Regions from separate parts of the Mus musculus genome. Here regions 2, 3, 4, 5 and 6 are each linked to region 1. A link is a contact called in public ChIA-PET, HiChIP or PLAC-seq and promoter capture Hi-C data. All regions are on one chromosome and are shown on one strand. The core of a region is the stretch at or near the end of the contact, and the rest is flanking DNA. Distances in the headings are between cores, read along the strand shown. Region 1 has its middle 64 kb from the start of Gm35307. Region 2 has its middle 47 kb from the start of Dleu7. Region 3 overlaps Dleu2 (deleted in lymphocytic leukemia, 2). Region 4 holds the start of Trim13 (tripartite motif-containing 13). Region 5 holds the start of Rnaseh2b (ribonuclease H2, subunit B). Region 6 holds the start of Spryd7 (SPRY domain containing 7).

Region 1 (3,874 bases), core at 642-3,141:
AGGGGTGTTAGGAAGTCTGTGAATGCCAGAACACGGAGAGGAACGTGTGATGTTCCTTCTGGATATTACATAGCCGTGGCAGTCAGGAACACAGAGCTCACGGTTCAAGTCATGGGTGAAGGAGGGAGAATGGCTGGGAACCGCCAAGAATGGGAGAGGAGAGAGAGGGCACTGGGGAATATGGTCATAGCCCATACTACACATGGATGTAATCATCAAAGAAAAAAAAATAGGTCATTTTCAAAGATTAGCAACCAGTGCCAAGCCCCAGTCTAACTCCCCACTGCTGTATTAGTAACGTTAAGCTCTGCGTGGCTCCATTATTAACCCCTTGTGGCCCTTTGGTACTTCGTTTTCATTTGGCCTGGCTCCTGGAGTCTTGATTTGAACTGAGTGGTTTTTCTATTGTCTCACTCTTTGCTGCCATGTCTCCACATATATGCAATCAAGTTATCTAAATAATGTTCTTTTTCTTAACTTCATTCATATTTACTAGAAAATAAATAAAATGTATCTAAAACTGCAGTCCACTCTGAAGGTGTGTTCCCCCATGACTCTTACATACTTTGCAAGACTTTCTTAGTCATTTAAAAATCTCTTTTAGGAGGCTCATAAGCTAATTTCTGAATCTTTCATAAAGATAGGCTCCATGGTAAAGTTCTTGCCTATACAGGCAAGGCCCTGAGATTTTTTTCCCCATTCATAGTCAATTACTGCACCAAAAAATAAAATAAAATAAAATAAAATAAAATAAAATAAAAATTAATCCAACTACTACAACACAAGGAAAAATCTTCTAGAATGCTTGTTTTCATCAACAGTATTGACACACCCTCCGCAGACAGGATCTAACTGAGAACAGGTTTCACTTCCAGAAAAAGACCCTTTAGGATAAAGCAATTTAACTACAATCTCATTTTTAATATAATACAAAGGGAGACATTTCTGATCAGCTAAGGCATTTACTATAATAATCTGAATTATGCTTTAGCAAGTCATACAATAAGAGACTCCTTTTTGAAAAAAAATTTAAAGAAATTAAAGTCATTAAAGTCATACAGAGCCATGGGGGAGAACTGGAAGCTCCCATCCCGAAGGCTTATGTCTTCCTGCACCAGCCGAGAAGCACATAATATCATCACAGTTCCCACAACCAACAGCGAGAGTCACAGGTTACATGCTGTTCCAACTTTAGTGGAAAATGGCTTTCCCTTTAAATAAGTTTCACTTTCAGAGAAGACGTTCAAGCACATGGCATAACTGTAGGGCTGTGAAGCCCGTGGCTGCACACAAATCCTTCCACAGCAAAGGAAGCCCTCTCATGAGCCTCAACCTTGCAAATCACATCCAGGAAAAAGTCTTAGCCATAAGGGGCCAAAGAGGTGGAAACCAACGCTTCAACCGGGCTCTGATTCTCTGAGCCACCATCCTCCACATGGAGTCTTTAACCACAGAAATTGGTAGCGACAACAGAGAAAACAGAAGTGTTAACTAAGGCACAAAGTCAGCAGGTTTTCTGATTTGTCTGTGCCATGCAGTTGCCCACACCATTCCTCTCACCACCTCAGCACACTCTGACGTCCTGTCCTTTCCTTACTTTCACATCCCTGTTTTATGGAATAAAGCCCTAGCACTAACAGATGTGGCAAGAAATCACTTTAGCTAGAACCTTCCCTCCCTGCATCCAATTTCCAGCCTGTTAACGCCACGAGCCTTTGCAAAGAACTCAGTATAACTTTCAATGACACCAACACACACACACACACACACACACACACACACACACGCCCACTTAGTCTCTTTTAACTGAAAGTCTTTAGAAAGAGGAAGTAGCTCCAGGAACTATCACAGCATGTTCCTGGATGCTGGGTGAAGGAAACCCACAGCAGACAGTTGCTCTAATGGGGCTGGTGCAGGCCGGATGCTGCTTTGTAGTAACTAGCCTGCTGACAGTCAGCACATCGTCACACTTCTGTTTTGTCACAGCCTCCCTTCCTTCCAATACTAGAGATTGTGCTTCAAAAAACACATAATATAATGTTTTAGAGCCATGGTTATTGGTATCTATTTTATTGTCTCTATCTAGAGCTTCTTGAGACACCAGAAATGAAGGCTCATTAACAAGAGAGCAGGAAATCCCAAGCCCAGGCCCTCGGTAGAGAAGTTGGTAGGCTCAACTCTTTTCTGAACAGATTCTTTGCTTTATTAAACATAACCATTGGTGTCTAATTGTTTACCGTTTCCCAGAATACAGAAGGAAAAATACAACACAATTGCTTGGAATTCAGGAAGCAAAAAATCACACAGCAGTACTTTGGCAAATGATTGTCTAAAACCAAGGCAGTAGTAACCAAGGAGGGCAGCCCTGGGTAATGGCTAACCCAGAAAGTCTGACTGAGCCCAATTAAGCAGCTGTGGGGGGCAGGATTCCACTGCTGAGAAGAACCCACAGAAAGCAGTCTGTTCTAGTCCACAAACAACTTTGTGGGTAAAGCGAGCTGAAGAAACAAGCTCAGGGCTCTCCTACGACCAAAGAAGTATTACTGCTATCTCCTTCTATAAAACACATGGATTTCTAAGTCATATCGGCACCCTGGCAGCCAGGGAGTCAGGGGTCAGGGGTCGGGGGTGAGGGTGGTGTTGGGGCAGTGATGGGTGGGTTCCTGAGTCCATTGACTATGTATGCTTACTTAGTCCTACCCATATGTAGGTCAGTCTTTGGTCATTTCTCTAAACAATACAGTCATTGCTCAACCCAAGATTACCCCTAGCCTCACTCCTGTAGAACAGAACATTCTGGCTCAACCAAGAAAGGTTCTCCTAAGGGAGGCAGTGGGCATACCAGATCTCATCCCTACCAAAAAAGGCATCCCCTTCAATCCCAATCATTTGGGAAGTTGGGGTCTGGGTTCTGGTGCTGACATGGCTTCAGTTACTTAGAAGCAAGTATTAGAATCCCACAAAGGTAGTCTTTTCCCCTTGGTAACATCGCATATGAATGGAGATAGACAAATGGACTTGAATTCTTAATCTTTAACAAAAAAAAAAACATATAGCTGTCAGGACCCTTCCTTTATCAGGGCTGATTATTCTTGAGGTCATGGTCTATGGTGTGTGTGTGTGTTAATTTTTTTTAATCAAATAAGTACCTTAAATGCTGTCCCTCATAAATCATTGCTCAACCATCTTTTGGCACCAGGATAAGGTGTTCCTGTTGGGGGTTGGGGGGGAGGTGTTACTAGATCATTCTCTTCCAGAAAAGTATGTTCATGTTGCTTGTACTGTAAGATCCTCTATGCGTGTCTGAGCTCTCAGGGGGTCATTTCCTTTACTGATAAATGATTACTGTGATAAGTATGTGAAAATGGGGGACAGTGGGAAAGCCTCCACCTGCTCATAGGTACCCAGTCCAAACAGCCTTCTCTCTGCAAGGGAAGCTACTAGGGCCAGGCCACATTCTCAGGCAGCTCCCGGGAGGCCCTTGGCTCTGCTCCTTCCCCTCTGTGGTATCTGCACCATCTACAGAGACTCCAGACCCCAAGTTCACACCGCCATGTACCAAGCAAAACCCTAATGAGTGTGTTCTGTGCCAGGCCCAGGGGATGGGAATTGAAAGAAGATGGGCCCCTCCTCTCTCCCCCCCCCCATGTCTTCATTGATGGATGGAGCTTAAGTCTAACTTCACAAAGATGCTTAGCATAAACGATGTCCTTCCAGGGGTGAGGGCAATGTGGAACTCTTGAGAAAGAGCCACTCACCTTTGAGCTCTGCTCTCACACACCAAGAAATTTTTTACCACAAAATAAAATCACTTCAGTGTTTGAATCTGGAGAGGGCAATGATCTCCAAGGGTGCCCACGAGGTCAGGGCACTA
Region 2 (4,455 bases), core at 1,328-3,827, 270 kb before region 1:
CTTTCCAGTCCCGAGGGAGTGCCATAGCTGTTGAACTCAAGTTTTAACAAAACACAGAAAGTCCATCTTCAAATATGACAAGAAATTGCCATTTCCTCTTTTCCTATCTTTCATTCCCAGTTCAAAACCAACTTTGATTTGTTTGAAAGCACATGCTGAGACATTAGCGTTTTACCTGGGCTCCTTGGATCCCACAGCAGGCTCCAAGAGAAAGGATAGGATAGTGTTGTAGGCTTGCTTGGGCTGTGATGTGACCCCTCCCAGCAGCTGTGCTACCCACCCTGGCTCAGGCTGGAGCCTGAACAGAAGCCTCCAGGCAGAGGCCACGCCCCTCAGAGCCCCTTTTTCCCATGTCAGCGACTTCCACTGGTTGAATTTAAGATCTAGCTCTGCTCTCCCAACTCATTCCTGGAACAACCAGCTTTATCCGGTGTGCCCGTACTCAGAGCTTTCAGACCCTCAAGTCTGTCCCGTACCAAGTCTATTTCTAAACCTTTGACCGATTTACGTTCCCGCGCCTTGTCTGCAGCACGTTTTGTTTGCTGTGTTGCGGTGTGTTCACTACTTTTTGTTAAAAGCGCGACATTAAAGGGTTCTGTATATTGCTCATACACAGATAATGCAAATCTGTTTCCCTCTCCCAAACCTGTTTTCCTGCCACCGGGGCTTCCTGACTTTCCCCGGATCTAACTCAATGTCACCAGAAGAGCTGGGTATAAGACCTCTTTGGAGTTTAGCATGGGCCTGGGAGTGTCCCAGCATTCCTCACTTCCTGTCACACTCCATTGTTCAGAACGAAGTCCCAAGCCAAATGGAAGGGCCATCATAGGCCACACCCACTGGAGTAGATAACCTGGAATTGGTAACTAGCCTATGGAGAAGAAGGGAGTGTGGCTGCTGGTGAATAGCAGCCAATGGTGTCATCATTAGCTATGTAATACTATGCATTCGCTATGTTAGACTCAGCATGGGGTGCTTTAAACTGCTGGGTTACGCATGCCACTGAACTAGCTCTGGCCCATATTTTATTATTACTAATTAATTCATTTATCTATTAAGTATGTTTACATGTAAGTATGTGTGTTATGGCTTATGTGTGTGGAGGCCAGAGGACAACACATAGGAATTAGTTCTCTCCTTCCACCATGTGATTTCTGGGGATAGAACTCAGGTCCTCAGGCTTGGTAGCAAGTAGTTATATGCTGAGCCATCTTGCCAACCCACAGCTATATTTTAGCTCCAGTGTTTGTTAAATGAGTAAGTAGCTGTGACTGACAGTAATCATACTACCCTTCCATTTCCAGTCTTTGTACTGAACCTCAGTTCTGCAGAGAGCTTTAAAAGCAATCTCAGTGTGAGTTAAGACTCCAGACAACTAGAGAGATACTTAAGGAGCACTAACTGCTTATTGATAAGCTAATAGGAACACAACATACTTGTAACACCGTTGTCAGCTAGAACTCCAAGATGGGCTGTCTTAATGTTTCAACACTCTGAAGGGCGGTTTCATATTAACCAAAGCCAGGCCTTGTCATGCTCCTACGGTGGCGTGTACGCTCTTTTCGTGTGAAATCTTGGTTTGTCTCTGCCGTATTATCTCTACCGCTGTCTTCCGAGAAGCATAGGTGGACTGGCTGAGAGAACAGGGGTGGGGTCCATGCAGCCCTTCCCTTTCCTTGTAAGATACATGATTGGCTGAGAGCAAACATGGTGGCAGCCCAAGTTCAAGGTCAAGCTTGCTTCTTCCTCTCACTGGAACCTCTTCTCCAGTCAGGTGTCTGCATCGGGGTGGGGGTGGGGGGTCATTGGAGTCCATGCCATGTAAACTTGAGCACTGAAGTCCCAGCACCAGGATAAACTGCCTTCTTCCTCTGTGTCCTCACCCGGCCCCAACTCCATCTTCCACTGTCCTGAGTCATCTCATTCAGGTGGGATCATAGTAGCCCTGTCCCTTCCTTGCCTTTTTGCTTTCCTGGGGACATAGCTCAAGTACATTTACTCACGTCGATGAATACCTTTCTAACTATTCTTTTTTCTTTTTCCCCCCTCGTACCTTGATGGGGAGACACTGTTTTTCAGATGAGTACAACAGCGTCCTATGGCTGTTCTACCTTCCTCAGGAAGGTGGGAAACCTGTAGAGCATCTTTGGCTTTCCTGGGGCATCTGTAAAGCTGGTTGATGAGGGTAGAAAAGGTTGGGCTGAGTAGTGGACAGAGTCCTTTTCCTCTCACACCCAGTGAGACTCCACCTCCTCCCTGAGCCTCCCCCGCCAGAGCTTGGCTGTCTGCACTCCCTGTAGTTTTGAATGTCCCCAGCGTGCTTCCTCTTTTGTTAGTGTGTGAGAGGGGACAAAGGTTTCTCAGGGCTGTCCTTGAACATGGATGATAGTCAGACTCCATGGCCAGTCTTCAAAGATTACAAGAAAAAACATCAGGGGGCCTGGGAATCTGGGAACATCCTTGAGTTTCACATGAGATCCCTGTGGGTGTAAGATGACACCTCAAAGTCTACATACACTGTGTCGCAGACAGACTCTAAGAAGGTTGGAAGGGGAAAAACAAACTTCTCTCCCACGCAGCTCCAACTTCCCCCTTCAGATCTTGTCTCTTTTGGTTTTGAAACAAAAGCAATATTAATGCTGACAGATACATAAACAGGGATATAAAGTAGACATCTTTGGGACACCAAGATTTGCGGAAATACTTGCTATTCTGTGCTGAGATGTTTCCATTTCCTTATGTGCCCTTTAACTATATTTTAAAACACTCACAGTGGGCAGTTTACTTCTCTGGGGTTGGTTAGCTGCCGTGTGGAATTAGGATAAAATCATTCAGAGGTTCATTTTGGTGCTCATAGTCCAGGAGTTCATATGTGTAGTCTGTCTTGTTTAGTCTGTTTGTTATTCAGCCCGGTCCAAAAGCACTATAATTGTGCACTTTCAAGAGTAAGTAGTAGATGCTTGTTTGTGTATCTGCTCAGTTCCAACCTGAGAACCTGGGTGCTCATGCACACCCCACACACTCCACATTATGGTGGAGGACACCAGACACTTCGTAGGCAGCATTTCATGTGAACAACAGACAAGCTATCAGATGCCACTGTCGTGCTGTGATGGGGCTCTGTGTGTTGGGAAGCAGGCTCCAGATATATGTTCTCTGAAACGGAAGCAGTTTATTTACAGATATAGAAAGGAAAACCGAGGTTCGTGTCACTGCAGCCTTCCCGGCAGCTCTGAAACCTGCACTTGGCTGAGAGTTGAAAAGATGACCCTGATGTTAGGGTGACTGCCCCACATGCCAGGGGAAATGTGCCCAGGAGAACCTGCTCCCACTTCCACTCTCAGTAAGCCTCCCCCCCCCAAAAAAAACCAAAATGGGAGCAAGTAGGGGTCCTCAGTAGAGTCTTCAGCTAGCATCCTTTATCATCTTCACTGCCACACCGGAAACCCAGGATCCGCCCTTTGATGACACTTTCATCTTCCCCAATCACAATTTCACCTCTTGCCTCTTGGAAAGTGCTGGAATGTCACTTTAATTTCAGGAAATAGAAGAGCATGCTACGTGTACACAGTGTGAGGCTCTGGCTTTGGGAGAGATTGGAGGTAATAAATGGAGTCTCTTTAGAGCATCCACATAATACTGAGATTCCTTCTAGTCAATACTAGAAGAGCTTTCCTTGTCTTCACCCTGGTCTTCCTCAGCCTTGATTTTATTTATTTAATGATCTCTCCATCCCCAACCTCTCTTAAACACACATACACATAGAGACACACACAGACATACACACAGCCGCAGCCACACAGACACACTGACACTCAGACATACACATATAAGGAGGGGGAGAGGGAAGGAGAGAAGGAGGGAGGAAGGGAGGGAGGGAATATTTCATAGGCCAGCTTGGAGTTTTAGAATCACTGCATACAATATATTTCTGCCCACATTCTCAGACAGGGTTGAGGACCGTGGCACCTGTCCAGGTTCTATGTCTTAGCCAATATTCTATTGCTGTGAAAAGACACCATGACCATGGATTTAGGCCTGTAGAGAGTCAAGAAATCACAGCAGGACTATAGGGAAAAGCAAAGGAGAACAGAAGATAGCAAGTACCAGGGCTCTACAATCTTCCTTAAGTACATGATCTTGAACTAGCTGCATCTCCTAGAGCTTCTAGTATACCTTCCCCTCCCACCAGCACCATGCTCTAAAGACATGGGTCTTTGAGAGGCACTGGACATCCCAACTATAACAATGGAGCAGGAAGGTGAAATTAGGTTTCCAAGGAGGAGTGAACAATGGCTCTAAGCAGAGAGATATCCCTTGTGTGGGTGGTCTGATATGCGTGGAGGTGGGAGGACAAAAGAAAGCACTGGGGAGGAGGGGCAGAATGGCATATTGAGAACAGGCAGAGTCTAGACATCATATATCCCTGGGTAGAATCTGTCTCGTGGATGAGAT
Region 3 (3,892 bases), core at 415-2,914, 320 kb after region 1:
TCCTCTCTTGATGTTTGAAGGCACATATAAGATGCACATACACACATGTAAACAAAACACTCACAGTCATTTTTTAAAAATCCATGAGAATCAAGTGAAACATAACCAAACACAGCCCTATAGTCATCTAGGAGCAATGGCAGTTTTTCTTTTTAAAAACTTCATCTTAATTAGCCTAGTGGAAGGGACAATGTCTTGCAAGCAAAGGATCAAAAGATGCTTTTGTAAGAAAAATTAAAATATTAACTTCATTTTTTTTGTCCTGTTATAGAGTCATTTTTAAAGGCGGTTTACCTAGCTTGCTCTCACCAGCTGCAAGACGGCAGAATTTATAATCGGAACATCAGGTTTCAATAGCCATAAAACAAAAATAATACCTACTTCATAGAGGTGTTGTGGGCAGTGAGACACCTGATCCACAAAGCGTTTGATAACAATGCGTACCACATTATCAGTACCCAGTGGCTCTTACAACTTTTTCGGGGCTTCATACAACGGGAAACCTATCTGGTGAGTCCATAATTTACTCTAGCACTATTTTTTTTTTCTTTTGGAAAAGTACCCTAGTGACGTCCAAAAGATTGTACATCTTCGGCTCCAATCCAGAACCGAAAGCTCCGTCTCCAGTTCAGAATCCAAAGGCTTGTGCATGGTGGGCTGGTCGCACACCTCGAGGTCTGGGGTGGAGGGAAACGTCGGGGTGTGACAGCCGCCCGCTGGTCGTGTGATTGAACCGTAAAATTCCTACCTCGTGAGATGGTTCTAGGCTTAGGTGTGACAGATCTGGGAGGCGCTGGCGGAGGGCGAGAGCACGACAGCGATACGCGGTTTTAAGTTCCTGAGCGGCCACCCAGGGCTCGAAGGCGCACTCGGTGGCTTGGAGTTTAGTTAAAAGCGGTTTTTGTCTTGTTTTTACGAAACTCTTAAGATAGTCCCTGATTTGTTTCATCACTAGTGTGTCACCGGAGTAGTGTCCGAAAGCTGACCACCTCCACTGCCGCACAGGGGCCACGCAGGCACACACAGGAGCGCAAGACACAGCGGGGACTGGAACCGAGGAAGTAGAGAGCCTTGCGCCACGACGATCCTGCGCATGTGCCGGGGGAGAGGGAGGTAGAAGTTTCCGCATGCGCAGCAGGGTCGCGCGGGGGTGGGTGGGGGGAGGCAGGGACAGCTGTGGAGCCGGCCCGCGTTCCCGGCATGCCCCGGGGCGGCGGGGTTGGCTCTAACGAATTTGAATGAGGAGTCTCAGCGCTTTCGGCGCCATTTTCGAGTGATGCCTGATCTCATCAATCTAGCGGGAGGGAAGGGATAACCTGTCCGAGCCTAGCGCGACGCTAGGATCACGCCGGAAAATCCCCCAAAAATCATCAAAAAAATTAACTTAGAGCAGAGGGCAGTCGGTGGGGCTTCGCCAGATGCGGCGCAGTCGGTAAGAGCCTCAAGTAGCGAAGCGGGTCTCGAGAGGTGGCAGCGATGGGACCGGAGGACCGTGAGGGGAGCAGGGACCGGACTCGGGGTCTGCCCTCACTTTCGCGGCAGAAGCTCCCCCAGGGGATCCGGTTGCTGTAAGTTGGGTGTCCTCGGATGGGCGGCGTCCGGCCGCGCTCGGGTGGCGGGAGCGCGGAGCTGGGGGAGGGGAGGCGCGGTTTGAGCGGGACACGGCCGAGCGGCCGCCGCCCGACCTGTCAGCGCGAGCGGCCGGGGAGCTAGGCCGGCGCGGCAGGGTCGCCCGCGACAGGCGCCCGCCCGCCCTCCCCGGTGTGCACGGCGGTCCGGGCGCAGGCCGTCTCCTGCCGGGAAACTTGGGTCGCGGGAGAGACGGCTGCCCGCGGCCCCCGAGGTGCGCTGCGGAGTGCGGGGAAGAAACGACGCCGGCCGGGCCGGTCCCGGGCCGGATCCCGACCCCGGGCGCGGCGGATGGATGGATGGCCGCATCCAGCTGGGTCATTTTGTCGTTGCTCTCCCGGCGGTCCCCTCTCTCGCTCGAGGGGGAGGGGTGTCGGGGTGAAGGGAAGGACGGGGCTGCGAGCTTGCGATTTCCTGGCGTCGGGCTCTTAGAAGACTTTTTCCTTCTCCGGTCCTTGAATCGCAGCGTCTCAAGGAAAAGTAGCGTGAAACTTGGTGTCTCCTGCCGACAAGCCTTTGCACCTACGATTTAACGGTCATTTTGCAGTCCTCAACTTTCCTTGGGTACTCCTGACGCTGAGGCGGAAGAAAGCGGAGTTGTCTTTCCTTTGGGGGGGGGGTTTCTTTCTTTCTTTCTTTCTTTCTTTTTTTTCTTCGTTGGCTGTTGGCTTTTTGTCAACCCAGAGTCGACAGCTCTTGAATGAGCCAGTGACAGCTTTGACTTTAGGTAATGCTCGCTAGGTACTAGTCTTTGTGAAGAGTCCACGTTAAACTCTTGTGTCGCTTTCCTCCCTCAGCACCCCTAGATTAACCCTTAGCTCATGGGACGTTCTGCGGGAGGGTCGCACGGACCTGCCTTAGTGATCCTCTGCGGATGCTTTTGCTGCAGCTTCTCGGTTATTCGCCGAGGACTCAGGCTTCAGGAGACCCTCGGTGACTTGCTAGTCAGAGCAGGCCCCCTACAGAGCTTTCTCCCTCTGGAATTTTATCAGAACCCTGGATTTGGTGTGTGTCTGTGAAAACTGGGGGACCCGCCCTCATTTAGATCCCTTCCAGAAGAGTAGGAGCGCAATGTGATGTTTTTCAAATTGAGTCTAACGGAGCTCCCAAACGCCGGGCTTCTTACCCACTGATTGGCTGGAAGGAAGCGGGACTGGGGGGTTTGAATGTTGATCCCAGAGCTGATAATTCTTGACCTACGAAAAACTGTGTTTAGACAGAGAACTATTCAAATAAATACAAAATGTAAAATCGGAGTTTTTTTTTTAAGTTAGTACATAATAGAGTTGTTTCTTCCGTAAAAGCCTTTCAGATGGTTCTGAAATATATATATTTAAATGTAAAACTAAAGAGGCTGTTTTCAGAAAACTGTATTTCTGCTGTTGGAGTTATAAGACATTTCTGTTCTTCATTAGTTGAAAACTTCTCCGAAGGATCTAAGGTGTTTGGTTTTTCCTTTGATAAAATTTTTCCGTCTCAGTCTTCATGTATTTATTGGATACATATTAAGGGAAAATTGTTTCTTTCATTTTGATGAAAGTGAACTTTAAACTTAATCTGTTCTACATTTTTTTTTTTGTAAAAATTGAATGTACTCTTAGAACTTTGCAAATCTGTTTTTAAATGTTTTCTAACTGGGCCATTGCAGTGGATTTAAAAGTTTAGTTTACGAGTCATTTATGTTTCTTAGTTGAGAATATAACAAGTAAATATGCACAGGTGAGCATATATATTAATGCATTCCTTTTACAAATTCATTATGAGAGAATGTGTTGTATCGAGCAGTGCATATGTGTTGGTTTCTTTGACTGGTTTCAAAGTTTTTGTTTAGTGTTACTTGAGACAGGCGTCAATATTTATTACCCTGCTTGTCATTCCTTTTAATTCCATCTTGATAATAGGGTGTGGTTTTCAGAGTAGATGATTTTGAAAGGAACTTTTAAATTTTTATATCTTACAAATAATTGAAATTTTGAGGCATTATTTCAATTTAAGACAAACATGCATTTAGAAATATTCAAATGAAAACATTTTTATAAATGTATAGGACTGTAAATTAATTTATAATAAATACATTCTACTTTGTATTACTTTCATGATAATTATGTTTACTGAACCCATAATCTTTCTTTTTTTCAGAATCTGTTTATCTTGGATCTTTTCATAAAATTATCTATAAAATTCTATTTATTAAATTATACGACTCATTTCTATTCTGCATGTAATCATATGTAAACCCTGTCTTGCTTTTTACTGGTTTGTT
Region 4 (4,184 bases), core at 1,211-3,710, 370 kb after region 1:
GACAGGGTTTTTCTGTGTAGCCCTGGCTGTGCTGGAACTCACTTTGTGGCCCAGGCTGGCCTCGAACTCAAAGATCAACCTGCCTCTGGATCCCAAGTGCTGGGATGAAAAGCGTGTACCACTGACACCCAACTTGAAAAAGATTGTCAAGTGTTCTTCTAAACAGAGTGTGTATAGCTGCACATGGTGGCACATGGCTTTAATCCCAGCACTTGGGAGGAAGACTGATAACCTGAACTTGGTCTACATAGCCACCCTGCCTTAAAAAAAAAAAAAAAAGTAAAAATGGCGTGTGGGAGTGTTGGGGTGTGTATACCAGTCTCGACCCACACACACACAAGTTTGTACAAACATATCCTGGTTTCTAAAACACTCCGTCTCTCCACGTATTTCCTCACCTTAGCAAACACTGAACAGGTCTCATTCTTACTGTTTCCGCCTGGACTTAAAACGTAAACCAACTTAAATCAGTTACTAGAAGCATGCGTCACTTATCTTGAGAACAAAGGGGTAGGAATAAAACGTAAGTTCTGGGCTTAAACCCAAAGTAGCTAACCAAGCCCCCAACTTCCGGAGGAAAAACATGGGGCCTGACTCTCCTTGCCCTTCTACCACCAAAGCACAGACCTTGAATTTGCAAAGTTCTAGGATTCAAAACTCTCCAGAAAGTAAGTCAAAAATTTAGTATTCTAACCCAGGCGTAGTGGCAGACACCTTAAGCCAAACCCAGCACTCTGAATGCAGAGGAAGGCAGATACGTTAGTTCAAGGCCAGCCTGGTCTAACTAGGAAACTGTCACAAAAAGGGGGAAAAAAGATGATTTTCCTATGTTAGGAGCCGAGAATATGCTAATGGCAGAGGTATACTTAGCATGCTAAAGGCACTGGGATAGATTCCCAAAACAAAGTTTACTCCATAGATTTCTAAAAATCTCTTATAGTTTTCACAAATATGTTTTATCTTTTACAAAATGAGGATCTTTACAATACTATCTTCATATTACTTGAAAATAAATACAACTAGGGTACCAGAAACACAGAAGCATGAACTGCGGTGGGTCAGAGACCCTTTCACAGAGCAGGGCTGAGGTTGCAGCTCACTGAAAGCGCTTGCCCAGAGTGAGCAACTTCCAGACCTACCAGAAAATACATGGATGGAAAGAACAGTTGGGAAGGAAGGCTGAAGACATGGGTCTTCTGGGCCTGGACCTGTTACTTTCAGTGCAAAACACTGACCAAAATCAACTGACACTTGCAGGTTACAATCAGTCCATCACTGAGGTAAGTCAGAGCAGGAACTCAAGGCAAAACAAACTGCTCTCTATTCCCCACAACAATGCCTTCCACCATGGAACCCACTCCCAACCAGCAGACACCATCAAGAATGTGGATGGCTGCCTGTCCATAATGGGCTCCTGCTTAGCTGGTTCATCAGCCTAAAGATAGAGCTGCCCACAGTGTGCCCAGTGTAAATGAAGACATATCCACAGACCAATCTGAAAAACAATTACTCAGTTCAGATTGTTTTCAGGTGATATTAGGCTGTGTGAAACTGATGCTTAGCATTAAATAGGGCAGAGGTGTAGTTCCCGGGTAGACTGTGATAGCATACTCCAAGGTGTAATTTAAAGCAAAAAAAAAGGGGGGGGGGGCATAATTGATTAATAGCCCCATTGAGTCCTAGCACAAAGAATGCCTATATATTGACATTCTGTTTTAAAAGCACTCCTCATACAAATGTCTAGAAAGCTGCAGGAATCTAAAGCCCTGCTCTACAGCCCCAGTAGCTGGACAACTAAGACAAACCACACAGAAGAAATGTTGCTGGATTTGTTTCCTTTAGAGCATACTTTTTTTAAATTATATATAGTAATTACCAAAAAAATGAATGGCAAGCATGGATTTTTGAATCCATGAGTTTTGAAATATGAAAAGAACAAAGGCCCTATTATTAAAGGAGGTGGTGAAGATATACTTATTCTTTTTATTTCCATCTGGAATGGTCCTAGGACTAATAAAATCGGGTATTTTTCCCCTTCATAAATACCAGAACATAAAGAAAAATAATACGGTTTACCTTTGTTCCAGGCAAGTATATGCTTTTGGCAAGCTTACTATATTTTCTGTGGAGAGAGCCAGTTCGTTTTCCCTCACGTTTTGACGGTAAAACTGGAGAACACTGTAGAGAAAGGAGAAAGAGTGTCACAGGCACAGATCTGCATTCTTGGCCCCCTCCTAGCCAGGGGGCCTCCCCAGCGGCGCGCTGACCTTCCCGACCGCGACAGTAGCACCGCTGCCGCCAGGCCGTGCCGCCCGTCACCGCCCACGCAGGTGTCCCCCGGCCGCGGCAGCGGGGCCAGCGACTCCCGGCCCCCGGTCCCTACTCGGAGCACACTGCTCACCTCCACCAGCCAACTGGGGCCGGGCTGCGCCGGTGCAAAATGGACACGGCGACCACGCCCTCTGCTTCCCGCTGTCCCGCGCCTGCGCACCACCTAGGTCGCCCAGCCTCTGGATAAGTGCTCTGGTGACGCCCACGCGCCGAGTTTGGATTGCTGTATTTTTGTTGTTGTTGTTACTTGCATTTTTCAAGAACAACAAAAACAAAAACACAGCCCAACCCTTCACACCACTTTGCCTACTTTTCAGGACCCAGCGGGCTCGGCGATCTCTGGGTAGAAAACCATTGACCCAACTTTATAGAAAGGCACTACTTCCCAGCACTCGGGAGTCAGAGGCAGGCGGATTTCTGAGTTCGAGGCCAGCCTGGTCTACAAAGTGAGTTCCAGGACAGCCAGGGCTATACAGAGAAACCCTGTCTCGAAAAAAAAAAAAGAAAAGAAAAGAAAAGAAAAGAAAAGAAAAGAAAGGCACTACTACGGTTCCCCTCAGAGGCAGGAACTTTTAACTGGTTTTAAAATATCTCAATCAATCAATCAATCAATAAAAATAAAATAAAAAATAAAGAAAAACCAAAATAAAATAAGATAAAATAAAATAAAATATCTCGCCCTGATTTCCACCTCCTATGCGGAGACCGTGGTTACAGAGGATGAAAAAGATGGTTCCTATCCAAACTTGAAAGCCGGTAAATGCAGGGTGATGTGTGCTGGAGGAGCACGTCTACTCCCGCTTGGGAAGGCCTGGGCCTTTAGGAGAGCAAATTTGGGGAAAGCGCGGTTCCAAGTCATGGAAAAGCCCCTCTTGCCCCCTTCCGCCCATTGCCTGTGGTCCCGGCTACACCATTCCTAAGACCAATCCCTGTCATTTCTAACTTAGTCCTCACGAGAACGTTACAGTGGAACCAAGAGCCTTATCCTCTAAATGAACAGGTTTTCTACAAGGTGGAAAACCAAGACGAAGCTGTGGAGGGTTTCCTCAAATTCCAACGGCACGTGTAACCGTTTATGTATACCACTTGACACGTGAAGCGTAAACTGGGGTAAAAACCTGCTAGATCGGGGAGGTAGCTTCATTTTCTAAACTATATACAAAATATATATTATTTATAAGCCTGATCCTACAACTAAACTTCCAGCTCTTTAGAAACTTGTGTCATTCTACGGAGCTAATCCACCTTTCTCTTGAGTTCCTCCAAACCCAGCAGGGCCCCTTAGCGCTCTTACCTAGATTTCCGTTTTGCCCGAGTCCTGCCTGTACTCCACTGTTAGCCCAAACGCAAAGGATGATCTCTATCTCTTAACTGAAGCTCCTTCCATAAAGGCCAAAAAACAAAGGAGTGGGGGCCTCCATCCAATGGCTATAAAAAGAAGCCTCTAGCTCCTCCCCCACACCCTTGGCAGGCTGAACCACTTCACCACCAAGATGGGGGGAGGGGGGAGGGCTCCAAGACAAGTCAGTAGGAGCCAAACCACTTCACCTTTACAGTGGCTCAGGGCCACCCAACCGACATAGCCTCAGGTCAGAGAAAAGACCACAAGACTTCTCCCAAGCAATTTGCCTCAGCATTCTTACCTAAGGTTTTCTGAGGCACAGCCAAGCTGCTTCTTGTTAGGACACACCTAACTGCAGCTGATAACACAATATCTACCTAGTCTTTGATGGTTTGCTAACAGTTAGGGTTTTTTGTTTGTTTGTTTGTTTTGTTTTGTTTTTTGTTTTTTTGAGACAGGGTTTCTCTGTGTAACCCTGGCTGTCCTGGAACTCACTCTGTAGACCAGGGTG
Region 5 (3,890 bases), core at 567-3,066, 360 kb before region 1:
CCTTTCTCTTTGAGGGATGCATTCAACATCGAGTCTTTTCAGTTTTGTGCTTGGTACGATTATGACACACTTTAAGAAGGAAATTAATGTCAGTGAAACAGCCAACAAAACAAAACAAAACCCCTCAAATTATTGCAAACTACTATATAGTATTAACATGTTTGATTGCAAAAAGAATGATTAGGGATCCTACTACAAAAATCAAATATACTGATGTAACAGAAGGGTGAAAGGAGGCTCTCCCCTCTCCCAGCTAAACTAAGGTGTTCAGCTAGCCTTCTGATGGCTCACCAACACCAGGAATTCTCACTAGCTGCTTTACCAAGCACTATCAGTGAGGTTACGGCTTAACTGGACTCATCATAGGCAGCTGGAGTCAGGACGAAGCCGTATCAACCACTTCAGAAAACCATTCTGCAGAACTAAAGCTAACCCAACAAGCACCCAAAAGCAGCTTCCACTCCAGGATACAGACACTCCGAAGAAATGAATGCCAATGTCCACCAACAGCCTCAAAAGAATGCTGCCAGAGGTGTAACTCCTACTAGGTGCAAACCAGGAGGAACACCTAATGCCATCCATCCTCCGGAGAGTAGTAGCATTGATATGCATACAGCAAACCAGAAGCAATTTTTAAGAACCAGCCAACAAAACCCATGGAACAGCCATGGATGGATCTGGCAGACGTGGTACGGAGGGAAGGAAGACAGATACAAAAGTCACAGGGGTCCAAGCAGGCAAAACTAATTTGATGACAGAAAGCCTGGGGTTCTCTAGAAGACGGGTGTATGAGCTGCTAGCTGGAAAGCTACTCTTCTTGGTCAGCAGCATACAGGGTTCAGTTGAGTGAGCTGCAAACCCAAAATCCATACACTTGAATGTGTTTAACTTTTTACACAGGAGAGAAGCTGTGTATCCAAAGTAAGTGTCAGGTCGTTACATAAAGATTATAAAAATTATCATCACTGGATATCTATACCCTGGTGAAATATATTTGCTGTAAAAATGCTCTGCATTTGCTAAACTAAAACTCAAAATTAAAGTGACTGGGAAGTTTCCTTCTTCACGCGTATTCTAACATCAAATGTATCATTGTAAAATGACAGAGTGTTTCTGGCTTGCATTCCCTAACCCAAATTTATTTCACTTGCCCTCCTCATATGGCAATGGCTGTCGCATGCCACCACATGCCCTGATAGCTGGTCATCATCTACAGGGACACTGAGTGGCCTGGTTCTGGGATTTTTGACTGTCACCATGTCCTGGAATTGTTTCAAACCACGCTCACATAAACCCCATCCAGGCTCCCTTATGCCTGGCCACCCTTGCCTTTCCAGAGCAGCAGAGCGGCTCAGCATGGGACTACTGCGACCTCTGGTTTGGAGCTGGTAAGATTCTAGACGCTGAGCTACAGAGATCCAGTAACTCCCAGGGGACAGCAGAGTCCCGGGACCCCCGCTGCCCGCCGCAGGCCGAGTGGCTGGACCCGCCCCAGGGAATCCGCGCAAACGCTGCCGTCGCTTCCGGGTTTGGAGTTTTCCCGCGTGTTGTGACACGTGACCAGGATGCTTAGCAAAGCGCGGGGCACCGAATCCGGGTCCGCGCTCGCTAGGACCTTGCGGACCGGTGCTGGCCTGGGAAAAAAAAAAAACCCGCGCTGCCGCTGCCGCCACCAGCGACCTAGGCCCACGCGCCTCCCGCGTTTACCTGGAAGTAGGAACACTAGCTGCCTGGCCGCCAAGTCCCCGCGGTCCCGACCTCCGGCCATGGTCGCGCCCTGCCGGAAGTGGCGCCGAGGGGCCCGCCAACCGGGGCCACCAGCCTGCCTCCATTTCCGGGCCCGCCCGCTCGGCTTCCTTTTTTGAAATCTGCGCGGGCCCTGCTGTCAGTGGAGGGTGTGGAGCTCCTCGTTTTTCTCACTCTCATTCTACGGGCGCTGCTCGTGCGTGTATTTCATACATTGAGGTTCCTAATGCGGGCGAGCAGCCTTCAAATTGGCTGTGGGCCAATTTGATAGTTAAGGTAATTTTTTAAAGATACAACCCAAATTATGCTTATAATTTGGAGTTCAACATACGAATTTGTTATTTAGGATAAATCTTTAGAGTATTAACGAGACTTAGTTTGGGTGTGGTTTGGTTTTGACACAAGGTCCACCACCCAGCGGGGACTGACCTTCAAAGTATGCCGCCCTGGCTGGCTTTGAATACTGGATCAGGAACCTCCCAAGTGCTAGAATGGTTGTGAGCAAAAGTGGTGTCTTGTTGCCTAGGGCTCACCTCGGGGCTATAGAGAAAACAATTAAGCCCTGACTAGGGAGGTGGAGAGGGGATTCTCTCAAAGGGCCAGCTGCCGATCAGGAAGCTTGTTCTGAAGTGTTCTTTCTAGGCAGACTATGCACTTTATGTCTTTTGTTATCCAGTCTAGTGGCACTTTGTATTTTGTTTTTGTAGAGGGAGCAATGTGAGACACAGGCAACATAAATGTGGAGGTCTGAGTTATAAAGGTGGTCAAAGCTTTTGAGAAATTACATAGAGCAACCAGAAGTTGGTCTGGATCTTAAAACATAGGCTGAGATTCCCTCCTGAGGCATGAAGCCCTTAAAAATACCCACCTCTGAACAACAATATGAACTAACCAGTACCCCCAGAGCTCATGTCTCTAGCTGCATATGTAGCAGAAGATGGCCTAGTCGGCCATCATTGGGAAGAGAGGCCCCTTGGTCTTGTAAACTTTATATGCCTCAGTACAGGGGAACACCAGGGCCAAGAAGTGGGAGTGAGTGGGTAGGGGGGGGTGGTATGGGGGACTTTTGGGATAGCACTTGAAATGTAAATGAAGAAAATACCTAATTAAAAAAAATATATATATAATACCCACCTCTGACCAGACCATTGTAAGACCACGAAAAAATAAGGCCACGCAGGGACATTTCGTGATTCTCTCAGACAAAAGCAAGATCAGTGTCATTTGTGCAGCAACTGTCCCAGCACTTGGCCACAGTGAGAACTGCTTTACCCAGTACAGCTCTATTCCTGTGCTAGTCTCCCCTGGCTGTGGATAAGAGTCAGGAAGATGAGTCAGGATACAAAGACAGAAGAGGACTCTGGAGGGAAAGGGGTCCCCCTAGGACTGGCTTTGCGTTTCATGCTGGCTGAGAATTAAGAATTTTGACTCAATTGGACCATCAAGGTGGTTCAGTACACAGAGGATTAACAGGATTCCCATGCCCAGCCACAGAGAAATCACTGCACACTGAGGGATTAATAATGGAAATGGTTTTTAATGATAGTGTGTGTGTGTGTGTGTGTGTGTGTGTGTCTAATGCTCAGGGAGGAGGCCTTATAGAGAAGATGTTGTTAGCTTACATTTTAGGCTTATGCATTTCACATAAATCTTTCAGGCTCCAGCCCCAGGTTACACTTTGGAAAGTTTAAACAGACACAAGAGACGGCAGGTCTGGTCCCTTGCTTGGGCAAATGGGAGATTTACTCAGCAAAGATATTGCCTGAACTATTTAAGTACACTAGTGTTCCTTTTGTTCTTGTCCACCAGGCAGAATTACACGTTTCCTGTTGAGAGCACAGAGAACTTGAGGACAGACCAGGACTTAATGATGGTTGTGACCCTGTGCTACTCCCTTGAGCCACCCCTCGGAGGCATGTTCTTGATATGGGGATATGCCTAATGGCTAGTTGTAAGCCTTGTTATGGGACTAGAGCTTAACTGGAAATCAGTCTTGGTGACCAAGAATTAGCAGAAACGTTCTCAGTAATCCTAAACGTCTACTGTGGTACAGAGTTTTCTTCCACAGTTCCTCACAAGCCTCGTTAGGGCACTTCTCTCCCAGGCACGAGGCAGAGTTCCTTTAGCTAAATTCTACTCTGTGT
Region 6 (4,138 bases), core at 1,177-3,676, 410 kb after region 1:
TTTTCCAGTTCACATAGTTCTTTCTCATTGCTGTGGCCTTCCAGGCAAAGCAAGATGGGTCTGACTGAAATAAAGACGGTGGTCTCTCATTCCACCCACAGATAAGTAAAGAAACACTGAATGGACGAACACCACCTGCCTGCATGTACTCCTGCATCACAGGTGCTGCCCTCTGTACCAGCTGGGCTGTGGGAATGGGATCTTGGTAAACAAGTAGTATTGCTGAGCAAGTTTCCGGGCTCTGTGTACAAGTGCTCTGTAATCGGGGCCCATGCCACTATACACCACACCGATGTGTTTGGTTATGGGCTCCACCTTGTGAACACTCCTTTCATCATACAGGATGGATTTCTGCTTTTTTTCTCAGTTGCTAATACTACGCCATTTGCAGCTTTAATTCCCACTGAAGGGGCCCCTCCAGCTACTGCAGCCAAAGCATATTCAATCTGGACAAGCTTGCTAGATGGGCTGAATGTAGTGTAGTCAGCAAGAAGCTGTAACTGCGCTCTGCCATCTTTACCTGGAAAGTCGGACATAAAACAAATTTTATTTACATATGTTATAGCAGATTAGCTAATGTGAAGACTAATGAAACATGCAAAAAAAAATGAAGCACAAATTTGCATTTTTTAACCGAATATTTTTAGAGGGTTGTAACCTTAATTTTAAGTTTAAACTTTAAAATCTGAGATGCTAAAAGATGTGGTGAAGCAAATAAAGGGCTGGAGTTGGACCCCTGGGGTTTGTATCATACTTTGTATATTTTCTACCTTTGTGAAATTGCACAGTCATTTAACCTATTTCTTCATCTATAAAGTAGGGACAGTATTGAGCTTGAAATGTTGCAAAAAGTCTATCGTGTGGTGTGTGTGTGTGTGAGAGAGAGAGAGAGTGAGAGAGAGAGAAAGAGAGGATTATCAAGAGTACTTCAATAGATATAGAGGCAGTGAGGGAGAGGGGATAGTCTGAAATTATTTTAGCAATTACTTTGGGTATTAATTCTGTAATAACTAAGTCTCAAAGTAAAAAAAAGCCTTGGATATCTCCCTTAGTATCATAATATTTATTTATGTATTTGTTTATATTTTATGTGCATTGGTGTTTGAGGATGTCAGATCCCCTGGAACTGGAGTTGCAGACAGTTGTTGTGAGCTGCCATGTGGTTGCTGGGCATTGAACCCAGGACCTCTGGAAGAATAGCCAGTGCTCTTAACTGCTGAGCCATCTCTCCAGCCCTAAAAATATTTTTATAAATAGAAGAAACCAAAGTCTGAAATTTTTCCCTCATCCTATGGCTAAAAATCTCAATAAAGTATATTTACACTCAGGTGACTAAAAGGTTATGTATGGGAAACCATTACTAAAGAATTGGGAATTTTTGTTCAGTTTTCCAGGATTTGATGAAGACCCAGAAAACTTCCAGGGTGGGAATCTTATCTTGGAAGAGAGGTTTGAGCCAGATTCTGTTGGGACACCATGGGGTGTGAGGGATAACGACAGACAGATAACAAGTGACCCCCACTGGGGCCTTCCTTCGATATGGTAATAGGAAGCAGCAGACCCCCGTAAGAGCTGAGTTTCTCTTCACCCTCTCTCAGGGCATTCCCTTCACATTTCTAGGAACCATTGGTGCACCAGAAAGCTGAGTAAGACTGTCTGATCGGAAAGCAAGCCTGAAGACCTGAGTTCGATTCCCGGATCTCCAAGGTAGGGGGAAGAAAACCTATTTCTGAGAGTTGTCTTCAGACCTTGCCGTGGCACGAGAGCGCCTGAACGCACGTCCTGAGCACGAATATACAATAATGACTTTTTAAAAAGTCGTCTTTCGGCCCTGTCCCGACCCCTTCCCGTAGTCCCCTCATAAGGGTGACTGCTTGCAAGTCCTGGGTCCACGCAGCAATCAACCCAATGATAAACGCCGGTGCATGGAAAATGCGAAGAGCCTCGCCGCACACCCAAAGACCGGGTCCTCGGAGTCTGCGTGGCAGGATGCGGAGAGCCGGAGAGTTCCGACGGAAAACTCCCGGGCGTTTTATTAGCTCCATGCCCAAAGGAGGTCTGCCGATCCCTAAAAATCACTGCGGAGCCGCCCCAGGCAGCTACCAGTAGCGCGCCGACACAGCACGGAGCTACTACGGAGGCTGAGGCGGTCAGGGCTGGAGTTCCAGACCCTATAAACAGCACAGAAGGCCCTGTCAAACCAGCAACAACCACAGCCGCAGGGAATCCCGACGACTCTCAGCTCCACCATTCACCTGCCAGCCACAGGGCCTAGGGGAGGACGCCGCAGCACGCCTGCGCACGCCGCCACGCCCACCCCATGTCAGTCAGGCCACTGGCCACGCCCACTTTCAGAAACCCGGACCTTTTCCCCAACTCCGCCCTCTTCCAGGCGTCAGGCCACTGGCCCCGCCCTCTTTCAGTCAGTCAAGCCCGGGCCCCTGCTCGGCTCTCTACAGCGCCCTGCCCACCCGCCACACCCTCTTTGACTTGGGCTGGCCGCTGGCCCCGCCCACCTCCCGACACCGCCCCGCCCCTCCGGGCGGTCCTCGCTCCTTCGCCGGGGGACCTCGCCTCAGTCTCCGCTTCGCCTCCCGGCCCTGGCGTCGCTGTGCGGGCTGCGAGGCTCCCGCGACCCAGAAGCACTCGGGCGCGGGCGGAGCGGTGGGGCTGTGTAGCTACGCCATGGCCGCGTCGGCGTGGTGCTGCCTGCGCTGCTGCAGGGACGGCGGGACTGGCCACATTCCTCTCAAGGAGATGCCGGCCGTACAGTTGGACACGCAGCACATGGGTAAGGGCCTCCCGACTGGACCCAACCGCCCACCGAGGGCCGAGGGAAATGGGGCGGGGACCACGTGACCACGCAGCCCCCTGTGGCCTCTCTGGCCTCGGTCATCGGGCATGGGCTGTGCCAGCCTCCCAGGGCTGAATCTCTCAGAGAGGAGTCAGGTGTTCCCAGGTGAGGAAGCGGGGGCGCTCGCCCGCCCGCCCGCCATCAGTGCCCGGGTGTCGAGTGTCACCTAGTGTTTGCTGAGTCCTGTCTTCAGCACTATCAAATATAGGCTGAAGCTTGTTCTGGGGGAGTAATTTTCCCCTCACTTCCTGAAGCCCAAACAGGGCCGGTTGCAGAAGCCTGGAGTAGAGCCTCAGGTCGTAACAAGCCACTTCCACTAAAATCTCCATTGCTGGACACCTTAGTCACTGTTGGGAACGCTGTAATTTTATCTGACTCTCGCCATCGGGCCAAGCGATTGCAAAATAGAACAGTGCTCCTTCTCATCCATTTTTTTCCAGTTCCCAATGGCTTTATAATTAATTTAATAATAATTTCTCATCCAACATTCCCCCCCCCCTGTAGCATCTTTTTCTACATAGGATTACTTCAGTTCTTAGACCCTTTCCAAGCTTCTGGAATATTATCCAGGCAGATTTCCCAGAATAATTATTTCAGTTAGAGTGCTGTCTTTTTGTGTATTATTACAATAAACTAATGCATTTTTTGATTTCCCCAAATACCTCATTGTCTAAAAGACTGTATTTAAGTAACACAAGCATTCTTAATATCTACAACAAAACTCTTTTCTGCCCAGATAATCTACAAGTCTGGAAACATTGCCCATTATATTTTCTATTGCAGTACTATACGCAGTCGTCGTTTACTATGGTGTACAGTGCCACCACAAATTTACAGTCTCTAGTACAGAATTTCAGTACTAAATACCTTTAAGCCCCTATCCATCACTATAGACAGTGGATGTTCAGATCTTGTACTTTCTCTCAGGAAACATTTCTATTTAATTTATTCACTCAATGAATATGACTTTTAGGTGATAAGATACTGTATTAAGGGCTGAGATAAGACTGCAGGACTGTAGTGACTTTTGAGCCCATGCTGTGCTGTCTATTATGTAGAACAATCCTTATTCCTGGCCTTTTTCTTTTAGGAAGAACTAAGTGACCCATTGTATCTTTGCAGTTTCCCTTTCTCCTGTGCTATCCAGCACCCTCAGGTGCTGAGTGAAGAACCGGGATATGGTCTCTCAATTTCTTCCCTTCCGTGGAACTTTTTTCTTAACCTATTTTACAATAAATTGAAACTACCTTCAAGCTTGATGTGAGAATCACAATAAAAAGGAAG

Evidence for each region. Promoter capture Hi-C pulls out the DNA fragments that hold promoters and counts their contacts. ChIA-PET counts read pairs in DNA pulled down with a chosen protein or histone mark. HiChIP or PLAC-seq counts read pairs in DNA pulled down with a chosen protein or histone mark.
Region 2: an H3K4me3 HiChIP or PLAC-seq map of bone marrow-derived macrophages shows a contact between it and region 1, with 5 times the contacts expected there. The contact joins two enhancer-like sites. A contact is called at or near these places in 5 of 484 Hi-C or Micro-C datasets (cerebral cortex, cortical neurons, embryonic stem cells and 1 more), 2 of 115 datasets of contacts at active chromatin or transcription factors (bone marrow-derived macrophages and neural progenitor cells) and 1 of 9 other capture datasets (embryonic stem cells).
Region 3: an H3K4me3 HiChIP or PLAC-seq map of pro-B cells shows a contact between it and region 1, with 5 times the contacts expected there. The contact joins two enhancer-like sites. A contact is called at or near these places in 3 of 39 promoter capture datasets (the C10 cell line and neutrophils), 8 of 484 Hi-C or Micro-C datasets (CD4 T cells, LSK cells, bone marrow-derived macrophages and 4 more) and 15 of 115 datasets of contacts at active chromatin or transcription factors (DN3 thymocytes, the SCID.adh cell line, bone marrow-derived macrophages and 10 more).
Region 4: a contact with region 1 is called in a promoter capture Hi-C map of macrophages, with 6 read pairs. The contact joins the promoter of Trim13 here to the enhancer-like site in region 1. A contact is called at or near these places in 6 of 39 promoter capture datasets (the 3T3-L1 cell line, hippocampal neurons, liver and 2 more), 1 of 484 Hi-C or Micro-C datasets (CD4 T cells), 2 of 115 datasets of contacts at active chromatin or transcription factors (embryonic stem cells and memory CD8 T cells) and 3 of 9 other capture datasets (adipose tissue, liver and macrophages).
Region 5: an RNA polymerase II ChIA-PET map of memory CD8 T cells shows a contact between it and region 1, with 12 read pairs. The contact joins the promoter of Rnaseh2b here to the enhancer-like site in region 1. A contact is called at or near these places in 1 of 484 Hi-C or Micro-C datasets (erythroblasts) and 4 of 115 datasets of contacts at active chromatin or transcription factors (large pre-B cells, memory CD8 T cells, pro-B cells and 1 more).
Region 6: an RNA polymerase II ChIA-PET map of memory CD8 T cells shows a contact between it and region 1, with 14 read pairs. The contact joins the promoter of Spryd7 here to the enhancer-like site in region 1. A contact is called at or near these places in 5 of 39 promoter capture datasets (the C10 cell line, HPC-7-derived erythroid cells, embryonic stem cells and 2 more), 2 of 484 Hi-C or Micro-C datasets (CD4 T cells and bone marrow-derived macrophages), 3 of 115 datasets of contacts at active chromatin or transcription factors (acute myeloid leukemia, bone marrow-derived macrophages and memory CD8 T cells) and 2 of 9 other capture datasets (adipose tissue and liver).

The regions. Positions count from the first base shown.
Region 1 is chr14:61,969,283-61,973,156 of GRCm38.p6, reverse strand. No RefSeq gene overlaps it. Among named protein-coding and RNA genes, the nearest start is that of Gm35307, 64 kb to the left of the region's middle. Within about 2 kb of position 1,891, at least 136 of the 459 cell types and tissues checked have an H3K27ac peak or open chromatin away from gene starts, as enhancers often do. A contact at or near this core is called in DN3 thymocytes, LSK cells, acute myeloid leukemia and 13 more, where this site is marked.
Region 2 is chr14:62,243,718-62,248,172 of GRCm38.p6, reverse strand. No RefSeq gene overlaps it. Among named protein-coding and RNA genes, the nearest start is that of Dleu7, 47 kb to the left of the region's middle. Within about 2 kb of position 2,577, at least 35 of the 459 cell types and tissues checked have an H3K27ac peak or open chromatin away from gene starts, as enhancers often do. A contact at or near this core is called in bone marrow-derived macrophages, where this site is marked.
Region 3 is chr14:61,646,158-61,650,049 of GRCm38.p6, reverse strand. All of the region lies in intron 1 of Dleu2 (deleted in lymphocytic leukemia, 2), which reads left to right. Among named protein-coding and RNA genes, the nearest start is that of Mir15a, 16 kb to the right of the region's middle. Within about 2 kb of position 1,664, at least 436 of the 459 cell types and tissues checked have an H3K27ac peak or open chromatin away from gene starts, as enhancers often do. A contact at or near this core is called in DN3 thymocytes, LSK cells, bone marrow-derived macrophages and 8 more, where this site is marked.
Region 4 is chr14:61,597,788-61,601,971 of GRCm38.p6, reverse strand. It overlaps Trim13 (tripartite motif-containing 13), which reads right to left and starts at 2,460. Exons shown (of 3, transcript NM_023233.3): 1 at 2,402-2,460; 2 at 2,077-2,178.
Region 5 is chr14:62,329,994-62,333,883 of GRCm38.p6, reverse strand. Rnaseh2b (ribonuclease H2, subunit B) reads right to left here and starts at 1,816. Exons shown (of 11, transcript NM_026001.3): 1 at 1,708-1,816. The coding sequence starts at 1,768. It overlaps Gm41173 (a long non-coding RNA gene), which reads left to right and starts at 1,829. Exons shown (of 2, transcript XR_874686.3): 1 at 1,829-2,022; 2 at 3,556-3,890.
Region 6 is chr14:61,555,174-61,559,311 of GRCm38.p6, reverse strand. Spryd7 (SPRY domain containing 7) reads left to right here and starts at 2,426. Exons shown (of 5, transcript NM_025697.4): 1 at 2,426-2,791. The coding sequence starts at 2,686. It also overlaps the pseudogene Gm4118.